2 separate regions of the Sus scrofa genome follow, and region 2 is linked to region 1. A link is a contact called in public Hi-C data. All regions are on one chromosome and are shown on one strand. Each heading gives the region's core, a stretch centred on a gene start, on an enhancer-like site or on the middle of the called end of the contact. The rest is flanking DNA. Distances are from core to core; before and after follow the strand shown. Region 1 holds the start of ZC3H12A (endoribonuclease ZC3H12A). Region 2 holds the start of MEAF6 (MYST/Esa1 associated factor 6).

The links. A called contact is a pair of places that touch in the nucleus more often than the background predicts.
Region 2: a Hi-C map of liver shows a contact between it and region 1, with 3 times the contacts expected there. The contact joins the promoter of MEAF6 here to the promoter of ZC3H12A in region 1. A contact is called at or near these places in 2 of 47 Hi-C or Micro-C datasets (liver and skeletal muscle) and 1 of 2 datasets of contacts at active chromatin or transcription factors (alveolar macrophages).

The regions. Positions count from the first base shown.
Region 1 is chr6:93,539,195-93,544,629 of Sscrofa11.1, forward strand. It overlaps ZC3H12A (endoribonuclease ZC3H12A), which reads left to right and starts at 2,140. Exons shown (of 6, transcript XM_021095963.1): 1 at 2,140-2,264; 2 at 3,120-3,586. The coding sequence starts at 3,192.
Region 2 is chr6:93,585,547-93,590,981 of Sscrofa11.1, forward strand. MEAF6 (MYST/Esa1 associated factor 6) reads right to left here and starts at 3,436. Exons shown (of 7, transcript NM_001243456.1): 1 at 3,346-3,436; 2 at 1,792-1,907. The coding sequence starts at 3,435.

The DNA.
Region 1 (5,435 bases), core at 890-3,389:
TACTGTGACATAGGTTTGATCCCTGGCCCAAATGTATGCCATGGGCACAGAAAAGAAAAGAAAAGTAAAGAAAAAAGAAAATGAATAGAATAGAAAAATAAAATAAAATGTAAAACATACTAGGAGCTCAAAACATGAAAGGAATCTGTCCCTTTCTCCATTTCCAAGAGACCTTGTGGAACTGAACCTCTGCAAAACCACTCTGCTAAGGCTCGGGGGCAGTCTGCCCACTCTTCCTACAGAGGTGACCTAGCTCCTGTGTGCTCCCATCTGAGCTTCCCAGTGGAGTTACCAAAGGGCAAAGTAATTCCTGGGACCTTTCCCTCTCCAACCTCTCCCCATCGCCCATCTAGTGGGTGACCATTCCTGGAACTCTGCAGACCCCGCCCAGGCTGGCCAGGTGAAGGCAGATGGCAGGAGAGCAGGAAGGCTCCAGGAAGGAAGCTGGCAAGCCAAGCCACTGGGACCGGCATGCAAGAGGCAGAGGAAGGGGTGTGGGCTCGGCACATTTGATCCAGAGGTCTCCTGGGGTTTGGGGCCGGGGTGTGCAAAATCCAGGGGTAAGTGGAGGAGGGTTTCCCCAGAGCAGCCCTGCGTTCTGCAGAAGAGAGTCAGCTTCTCGGGAAAGAGCTGCCTTTACAAGCCGGAAGAGAGCGAGACTGCAGCTCACTCTGGGAGGACACGGAGCTGCGTGACTCATCCCCCAGCCCTGCTGGCTCCCACTGGCACAGTGCTGGGTAGCACGGGGCCAGGGATTACAGGCGGAGTCCCAGCCCGGCCCTGGCCCCGGAGGCGGTCCAAGCAGGCAATCACAATCCAGCACGTAGGGACACAGGCAGGGTGCTGTGGGAGCACTAAGGAGGAAGCAACTCAGCACCAAAGGAGTCTGGGCAGGCCTCACAGAGGAGGTGACATCATCCAAAAGAGGAACAGAATTGGCCAGGCAGCTGTAGCCAGGGAAGAAGGGGAGAGCACTCCTGGGCCGAGGAGGAGAGATGCAAAGGCACGGAAGTGTCTGCAAGGCGTTGGCACCGTGCCTGCCGCCCAGTGAGTCCTCCATAAATGCGAGGCATTATCGCTGTGGTTGACTATCATCATTATGCTGATTAATCTGGACTCATTTAATATTCTTACTATCTTAAAGGGAGTTACTACACATGAGCACATGTCTAAATATACAGCACTTTTCACTGAACTTTTCTCAACTCTAAAAGTGGCCCTTGTGTGAAGATTAAGGCTACCGGCACACACAGTGCTCAGCAGGAGTGGTGGGGAGCACAGAGAGGAGCCCAGCCCTGGATGTGATCTGGGGGAAGGCTTGTTTTCTCTCTCTCCTGGAGGCCAGCTCCTGGGGTTGCTGTGCCTGGGGGGCACTGACGTGGAGATCCTTCGGGGTCTTTAAAGATGACCAGGCAACAAAGCAGGGAGTTAGCTAGGTGGGGTCACTGGTGATTTCAAAAGTGACATAGGTGGCACCTGGTGCCATGGAACTGGAGCTCCTGGTGCTGCTTGCAAGTCTTTCCAGCTGGGACAAGGCAGGTTGTACCTGCCTTTCTATCCCAGCAAGGTCCTTATTTCAGAAAAAAAAAAAAAAAAAATGTACTTGGCCCTGGGTGGGGCCCCACTTCTGTGTACCTGCTCCAGTCACGGTTACCTGTTGAGTCTTCCTGTCTCAATGAGAAAGGTGCCCGCCTGGGTGTACCTGTCTTTATAACCATGGCTCTGCCTCCCGTGGTGTGTGGACCAACCTTTGTGCACTTGATTCACTCGATGCACCCCAGACTGTACCTTCCGCATACTTAAGTCTGAACGACCGCAGCTATACCTGTGTTGTACTGCCGTACTCTCGGTCAGCCCGCGCCAGACTCGGATCGCTTACCTGGTCCAACCTGGGCTTACCTTATGCCTGTTGGCCGTACACTCCTGCCCTGCAGATCGCGCCGCCCCGGGGGCGCCTCGAGGCTCAAATAAGGGGCTGCGAACGGCGACCGCTGACCACATTCCTGGCCGGGCAGAGCGCGCTCCGGCTGCGGGGGCGGGGCCGGAGGCCAGGGCGGGGCGGGGCGGCGCAGGGGGCGGAGCAGGAAGGGGCGGTGGCCGCTCCGCCCCCTGCCGCTCGGGCCGGCTCTCGCCTCCCCTGCCCAGCTTCCGCGTCACGGTCCCGAACGCCACCTGCCCGCCCACCCGCCCGGTATAAAGGCGCCGCCGGCCTAGCCTCCGGGACTCGGCCCCATGGAGACGCCGCCCGCCGCGGCCGGCGCACGGTGGGGTGAGGCGCGCGCGCGCGCGCGCGGCGGGGGCGCGGACCTCGGGGCGGGCGGAGGGGGGGTGGGGTGGGCGCAGGCTGGGACTGACCGGAGCCGGAGGGACGTGGGGCCTGTCCCCTCCGGCCTCGCCGGTCCTCGGGACCGCTTCCAACTTAGCCCAAGTTGGGGGATCCTGGGAGTAGGAAGACCGAAGTCTGGAGGGGGAGCCGAGCGAGAGGCTCTGGGCCGGGACAGCCTCCGCGTCACCGAGCCCGGAGGCCAACCAGAGTTTCCCGGCAACTTTTCTCGCTGGTGGTGGGTCGCCCCGGAAACTTCCCCTCCCCCGGTCCGGGCGTCTGGCCACTGGCCCTCCGCCTCCTGAGCCTGGGTTCCAAGCACGCGGCAGACGGACTGGAGAAGACGATGGTTGATGGTTTCGACGGGGAACCCCCGCCCCCCTTCTAGCGCACTTGCAACCCAGCGGGTTTCCATCTGAAAACCCCGCCCCGCGGCTGTGGGGGCGCGGCGAGGCCCTCGAAGGCCACCCGCGACTTCTGGGTCCCTGAGTTTGTCGAGGAGGGGGAGGGCTGAGGGTAGAGGGGGAGGAGTAATCAGACTGCCTAAGTTCAAATCCTTGCCCCACCCGCTAACAGCTGGATGACCTTGAGCAAGTTCTTACTGTCTGTGGCTCAGTTTCATCCTTTATGTAATGGGACTTGAGGATCCCTCCCTGGGAGGGCTTTTGGAGGAATAACAGAGGTAACACCCCCAAATGGCTTTTCATACTGCCCCTAGTGTGGCCTCATCCTCTTGGATGGGGTGGGAGTTGGAGAGAATCATTCCCCGTCCCTAACTTTTGTGCTTGTCCTCCAGGAGCTGTGACAAGTGCCTTTCACCAGTCTGAGCTGTGAGTGGCCAGTGGAAAGAGGCCCACCCGGCCCCACCATGAATCTGTGGGAACTTGAAGACCACAAAAGCTGCCGAGAGACCCCAAGGCCGGCCCAGGAGCCCACTGCCGAGGAGGTGATGACCACGGAGCTACAGATGAAGGTTGACTTCTTCCGGAAGCTGGGCTACTCCTCTGCCGAGATCCACAGTGTCCTGCAGAAGCTGGGGGTCCAGGCAGACACCAACACAGTGCTGGGCGAGCTGGTGAAGCATGGGTCAGCGGCCGAGCGGGAGTGCCAGGTGTCACCGGACCCCTGCCCTCAGCTGCCTCTGGTCCCCCGTGGTGGGGGCACCCCCAAGGCTCCCACCGTGGAACCCTCACCCTCTGAGGAGGACAAGGAGGGTGGTGACCTGAGGCCCGTGGTCATCGATGGGAGCAACGTGGCCATGAGGTACATGTCACTTCTGTGGCCAAGACGGTGGCCGGGAATGGTGGCCCTGTGTCTCTGCACCTCTGGTAGAAAGGACCTTAGGAAGGAGTTTGACCTCGTCTCAGACCGGTCTGGAGGCAGGGAAAGCCCTTTCTGGGGGCCCTTCTGTGTGCCTGGACGCTCTCTTAGTCCTCACGGCTTCTTGGGAGTGGGTTTCAGGATGTTTTAGGGACTCAGAGAGTTGCTCAGGGTCACACTACTGTTAAGTGCCAGAGCAGGGATTTGAGCTCAAGTCTTTATTTCTCCAGAGCAGCCTTAGGCTCTTTGTGAGGGCCAGCACTTGGTCTCGGTTTCTCTCCTGTGACAAGGTTAAGGGATCAGGCCTTGGGCTCCAGCCCGCCCCTCCAGGAGGCTCCTTCCCTCCTCCCAGAGATGGGGCTAACCCACCCCTCAGGCTGTGAGCTGTGAGCAGTAAGCGCACAGAACCTGGAGAGAAGTAAGAGCTTAGTAATCTGTAGTAGTGGTTGTTACTGTCACTGCTCTTCGGGGAGGGTCTCAGACTTCTGAGTCCTTGTTGTCCCAGACCTGGGCTCCCGAGGAAGCCGGCCCAGCTCTTGAGGGCTTTGTAGCTATGACCGAGAGTAACCTTGAGGATCTGGCTCTATCTACATCGGGTGTGTGTGGCTGGCCTGATGCTTTGGCTTCAGGGGAGCTGTGACTTAGGTCCCCTCTGCTTCAGCCTGAGCCACTTGGGCTGGACAGGGCTCCGGGGGCTCCCTGGGGGCCAGAGCCAGGACTCAACCCCAGGAACCACCCCCCCTGTCTCCCCAGCAAGGCTCTCACAGGGAAGGGGGCACAGGGCTGCCACTGGCTCTGGGAAGCCCAGACCTCCTTTCCATCCAGGCCCTGCCCTCCGGCCCTGTTTTCTCCCAGTCCCTTCCAGGCAGGCTGCTGAGTCAGGATTGGGTGGATGGTTCACAAGGAAACGTTCCTGTGGGTGCGGACAGGGAGACCCCAGACATGGGTGTGGGGTGGGTAGGGCTTCTTCCTCAGCTTCCCTGAGGGGTCCCTGGGGGGGGGGTACCTCCTGAGCCAGCTCTGTGCCTTTGGCCCCCCTGCCCCTCCCACACCTGGCCTCCCTGGGGGCAAGTCAGCTGTCTGGCTGGTCCTGGCCCAGCTCAGCAAGTGCACAGGTGGCCCTATTCCGGCCACCTTGGTGGTCCGTCTTCACTTCTCTGAAATGGGCTGGGCCCAGGTGGACATGGAGGCAAGCCGGCTCCCGCGGGCCAGCTGTAACCGGTCACAGCGTGTGCTTTAGTAAGAGTCAGGGGACCCCTCTCAGGCTCCAGCAGTTAGCTGGGTCAGGAGCTGGGGTGCGTCTGTGACCCCTTCCTCTGGGGGTAGGGCCCCAGAGCACGGAGCCCCAGGGGCAGCCATGTGCTCCGTGTGTTTGTGTCCCGGTAGGAGGAGGAGGGGCCTGGGCAGGAGGAGGGGCGGGGGGTGGAGGGGAGGCCGGAGGCTGAGCCGCAGGGGTTTTCTGAGCTGGGGCAGGAGCAGGAGGGGAATTCCAGCCTCGAACTTCCTGTCCCCGCTGCGGCTGGGTTGCTGCCCTCCTGCCCCCTCCCCCCCCCCGAGGGGCAGGCGGGCCAGCCCCTGCCGTATGCAAATCGTGGGGAAATTCACCTCTGTTTCCTTCTAAGGGAATTTTTCCCCAGTCGCTGGGCCCAGCCCAGGCAGATCTTTTCACCTGGGTAGCCCAACTCAGCCCTGCTCTCTGCCCTCGGGCGGGAGCCACCGAGCTGGAGTCTCCTACACCATGGCACATCTCACCAGTGTCATTAGCCAGGCTGGGGGCCCTGACCTTCTGGGC
Region 2 (5,435 bases), core at 2,186-4,685, 48 kb after region 1:
GGCCAAAAAAAAAAAAAGAAAAAGAAAAAAGATAATGTCATAAAAAAATTCACCACCAAAAAGGGAGAGACGCTCCTAGTAAGAGACTAAAGAGACATAACAGCCAAAAGCAATGCACGAACACTAGCTGCATTAAAAAAAAAAAAAAAAGGTGGCAATGCATCTGGGGGACAAATCAGGGACATCTGAATAAGGACTGTGTATGAAATAATACTATTAATGTAGTGCTAATTTTCTAGGCATGATAATAAGTGGTTATGTAAGAAAAAAAGTTCTGGAGTTCCCGTCGTGGCGCAGTGGTTAACGAATCCGACTAGGAACCATGAGGTTGCGGGTTCGGTCCCTGCCCCTTGCTCAGTGGGTTAACGATGCGGCATTGCCGTGAGCTGTGGTGTAGGTTGCAGACGCAGCTCGGATCCTGCGTTGCTATGGCTCTGGCATAGGCCGGTGGCTACAGCTCCGATTCAACCCCTAGCCTGGGAACCTCCACATGCCAAGGGAGCGGCCCAAGAAATAGCAACAACAACAACAACAAAAAGACAAAAGACAAAAAAAAAAAAAGTTCTTATTCTTAGGAGGTAATTGCTGACACAATTAGGGGCAAAGTGCCACAGTTATCTGTTTTTAACTTTTAAGTGCTTTAGCAAATAATTATAATATGTATAATTATCATATATATAATATAAATGTATAAATACATATTTCATATATGTACGGAAGAGGAGATATAACTAACTACAAAGGAGTAGCACGAGAGAGCTCTTCGTGGTGAGAGAATAGTTCTGTATCTTGACTGCAGTGGTGGTTACAGGAATCTATAGACATGATAAAATGACAGAACTACATATACACATTGTACCAGTGTCAATTTCCTGCTTTTGCTATTGTACTATATGGTTATGTAAAACCCAACCACTGGGGAAAACTGGGGGAAGGGTACATGGGACCTCTCTTACTATTTTTGCAACTTCCTATGTGTCAATTTAAAAAAAAAAAAAAAAAACTTAAGCATAGAAATAGTGGTGTGTGTTACTATATATTAAGAGGGAGAAAGAAGAGAGAGAAAGCAAATGTGGCAACAAGTTAACAATTGCTGAATGCTGGTAAGGGGTATCAAGAGATCAACTAGTCTTTCAAGTACTCTGCAGATTTGAGAAATTTCCAAAAAGTTTAGCAAGTTTAAAAAAATTTTTAGGAGTTCCCGTGTGGCTCAGTGGTTAACAAATCTGACTCCGATCCATGAGGATGCAGGTTCAATCCCTGGCCTCGCTCAGTGGGTTAAGGATCAGGCATTTCTGTGAGCTGTAGGGTAGGTCACAGGAGTGGTTCAGATCCTGTGTTGCTATGGCTGTGGTGCAGGCCAGCAGCTACAGCTCTGATTGAACCCCTAGCCTGGGAACCTCCATATGCTGCAGGTGCGGCCCTAAAAAGAAAAAAAAAAAATTTTTTTTTTAGAAAGAATATTACTAAATGAAACTGTGATACAGTTGCCACACAGGTATAGCAAATCTTGGGACTCATGACATGACAGGAGTGTATTACATGCTGTATTTCATTGAAGCATTGCACAACCCTGTGCCATTGGCGGGACTTCTCCGACTGTGTGGGGCTGGTGTAGAGTTTATCTGGGATTACCCAGGAGTGGCTGAGCCAGAGTCCAAGCTCAAATGCAGACCTCTTTCCACCCCACTTTACTACTGCCTCCCTGCAAAGCCACTACCAAGAAATTACCCAGTCCTAAGCACAAATATTACAAGGACATCATACAAATACTACAGGCTTGACACTCACTTTTGGTTGGTCAGATACCGATCCCAGCCACGAATAATATTGCCATACATCTGAGTGTCTTCCAGGTAGCTTCCTTCAAAAGCATAGATCTGTCTCTCTAAGTTTGCCAGTGTTTCCTGAGTGACGAAAAATAAGGAAGTGGTTAATACCTTTTACATGCTTGCATTAAGCCTAACCAAAATGAACTTTTTTTTTTTTTAAGGGCCACACCTGAGGCATTTGGAAGTTCCCAGGCTAGGGGTCGAATCAGAGTTACAGCCGCTGTCCTACGCCACAGCAACTCAGGATTCCAGCCGAAGTCTGCAACCTACACCACAGCTCAGGCAACACCGGATCCTTAACCCACGGAGTGAGGCCAGGGATCCAACCCGCATCCTAATGGTACTAGTCAGATTCGTTTCCGCTGAGCCGCGACAGGAACTCCCAAATTGAAGTCTATATCAGACTTATAAATTCAAGCTCAACTACACCAAACCAGCCTTGCGGAGGGAGGAATGACACGGGCAGGGGCAGGGTGTTTCACACTAAGGCAGTCTATACCTGTCTTGTATCCCTTGAGGACAGAATGGAATAGAGAGAGCCTGTCCCCAGAAAAATGTACAAAAGTTTGTATATACTCAGAGGCTTCGTGGAAACCCAGCTGTCAAGAACCCGGGCGGAGGAAAAAAAAGAGCAGTCTCCACTCCCACGCATAAAAGGTACTGCTACCAGGAGAGGGAAGGGTAAGCAGCCTTCCAGCGCCAACTGGCTCCCCTCCCCGTAGGCTCCGAAAGGCCGCCAGCACTGGGCTGCCGGTTGCTATGGAAACCTGGAAGGGCAGCTTCAGGTGAGATGGGCCTCCCGGTGCCCAAGCCAAAACGCGAGGGGAGGGAGGGCTTAGCCGCCACGGTCCAAGGGACCCGGGCTGCGTGTCACAATTCTTAATTCCCTAACCGAGTCCGCTCCCCTCGCCTGTCACCTCCTAAGATGTTCCCAAACACATCACATCCCTGCCCATCAAAAACCCCATCTAACGGATCTACTCCTAGTCCCCAAAAGGACGAGACCCTCCATCCTCCAAAGACCAGGCAGGATGTGTGAGTGTCCCTCCCACACTCGCCTCCTACCCCACCACCCCACCTAAAGCCCACCAGCAAGCCCGGACCAATCTACAGCCCACCGATCCGCCCGCCCCGCACTCCTTAAAGATCATGGACCCGCTCGCCCTCGCCTACCCCGCAGAGCTCACGGTTACTCGCTTTAGCAGGGCTGCAGCACAGAAGCCCCCACCCCCTGGCGCCATCCTTCCTCCACGCCCCCGCCCGCCTAGTCCCCCTCCCCCTCCCCGGCTCCGCGCCCCGCCCCCAGCCCAGGCTCCCGGCTCCGGATCTGCACCGCCTGGAAGCCGAGGCGCCGGCGGGCCGCGCACTGCGCAGCCGTCCTCAGGCCGCCGGACTCCCGGGCGCCGCGCTGCGCCCACCGAGTAACGAACCGCCCGGCGCGGCGGAGCCGGGGTCTGGAGGCAGGGGCAGGCACGGGGTCCCCACCCGGGCGCCCCCCGGTGCTAGCCCTCACCGCCAGCTCCTGCTTCCGCTTCACGAGCTCTGCCAGCTCCCGCCGGGTGTCCGGGATCTGCGGCGGCGCCGCCTTGTTGTGCATCGCCATGTTGGGCTGAGGCGGGCGGCAGCGGCGCCAGGCTGGGGGCGGTCCTAGCGCGCCGCCGCCCGCCAGGGGGCGCCCGCCTCTGCACTGCGCCTGCGCAGGCGACTTCCGGAGGGGAGCCCCGCCGCGCAGAACTCCCGCGCGCGCGCGCGTGCGCGCGCCCTGCCAAAAGAACCCCACTGATGGGTTCTGCTTTTGGTCCTAACCGCGTTTCTACACCGCAAATTCACCGTGTCCAAAATCAGACTTATCCGCAGTCTCCTCAGTGAATGACTTTCACTGTCCACCGAATTGCCCAGGTCGGAAACCTGGGTACCATCCTCACCCTCCTTCACCCCCTTAATCCAATCCAAAACCAATTCCTGTGGACTCGACCGCAGAAGAGCCCGCAAATTATTTTCTTTTGTCTGCCACCTCCTTCGTTCATCCAGGCCCTCCCTATTTTAGGTACATTATTCCAGGAGCTCCCGTTTCCACTCTTAGCTCCATTTAATCCATTATTCACAGTGGTGCCAGGATGATTTGTTTGGGGAAAACAAATGTGTTACTCCCCTGCTTAAAACCTTTCAAAGACTTCCCGTTGCCCTTTAGAGAGACAAACATGTGTGGTGGTTAATGACACAAACTAACTACCTAGTTCAAAATTCTACCTCTACCATTGATAAGCTGTCCCACCCTGGGCAGGTAACTCAATTTCACTTGGCTCAATTTCCTCCTCTATAAAATGGAAGTAATAATAGCTCCTACCTAATACAATTTCCATAAGGAATTAATCACTTAAGGTAAGTGCTTGGCAAGTAAGCACTACTTAAGTCAAATCATTAAGCCTGATATTGTTAACTTTGTTTTCATCTCCCCCCTGTTTATTTCTCCTCTCCATTTTTCAGGGTTCTGCAATTTCATTAGAAATCCAGGTAGGATTTTTTTTTTCCATTTTGCTTGCTTGCTTGCCTGCTTTCCTTCTTTCTTGCTTTCTTTTTGCTTTGCTTTGAAAGTCTCTGTGTTTCTTCAGTCTGTGTATTTGTACTTTCACCAGTTCTGGGAAATTCAGCTATCTTTCCTAGGATATCCTCTACCTCAGTTTCTCTCTCCTTCTAGAATTCAGATTAAATTTAAGAATCCTTTTTTTTTTCTCTCTCTACTGCATTCTGTTACATGTTGATCTTGTAACCCAGGGTCTCGCTGAACTCTCTTATTGATTCTAGGTTTTTTGGTAGATTCTGTGGGATTTTTGTTGTTGTTGTTAGGGCTGCACATGCAGCATATGGAGGTTCTCAGGCTAGGGGGTCTAATCAGAGTTGCAGCCATGGGCCTATGTCACCGCCACAGAAATGCCAGATCTGAGCAATATCTGCAACCTACACCACAGTTCATGACGCCTGAGCGTGGCCAGGGGTCAAACCTGCATCCTCATGGTTACTAGTCAGACTTGTTTCCATTGAGCCACAACAGGAACTCCTCTTTGGGATTTTTAAAGTAGACAATAAATTCATCTGCAAATAGGGAGATTTATTTTTTTCCTTTCCAACCTGTGTGTTTTTGTTTCCTTTTTTTGCCTTACTGTGCTGGCTAGACTTCCAGTACTATGTTGAATAAGAATGGTCAGAGCAGGAGTTCCCATCATCTTTCAGCAGAAAGAATCTGACTAGTATCCATGGTTCAATCCCTGGCCTTGTTCAGTGGGTTAAGGATCCAGTGTTGCTGTGAGCTGCAGTGTAGGTCGCAGATGAAGCTCAGGATCTGGCATAGCTGTGGCTGTGGCAGCTGCAGCTCCGATTCAACGACTAGCCTGGGAACTTTGATATGCCACGGATAAAATAAATAAATAAGAGGCTAAAGAATAAAAATCCTGTGATCATGTCAACTGACACAGAAAAATCATTTGACAAAATTCAACACCGATTTACGATAAAAAACTCACTAAACCAGGAATAGAGGGTAACTTCCTCAACCTGATAAGACTGAATATGTTCCTCTTAAGGCACAAGTCAAGGATGTCTGCT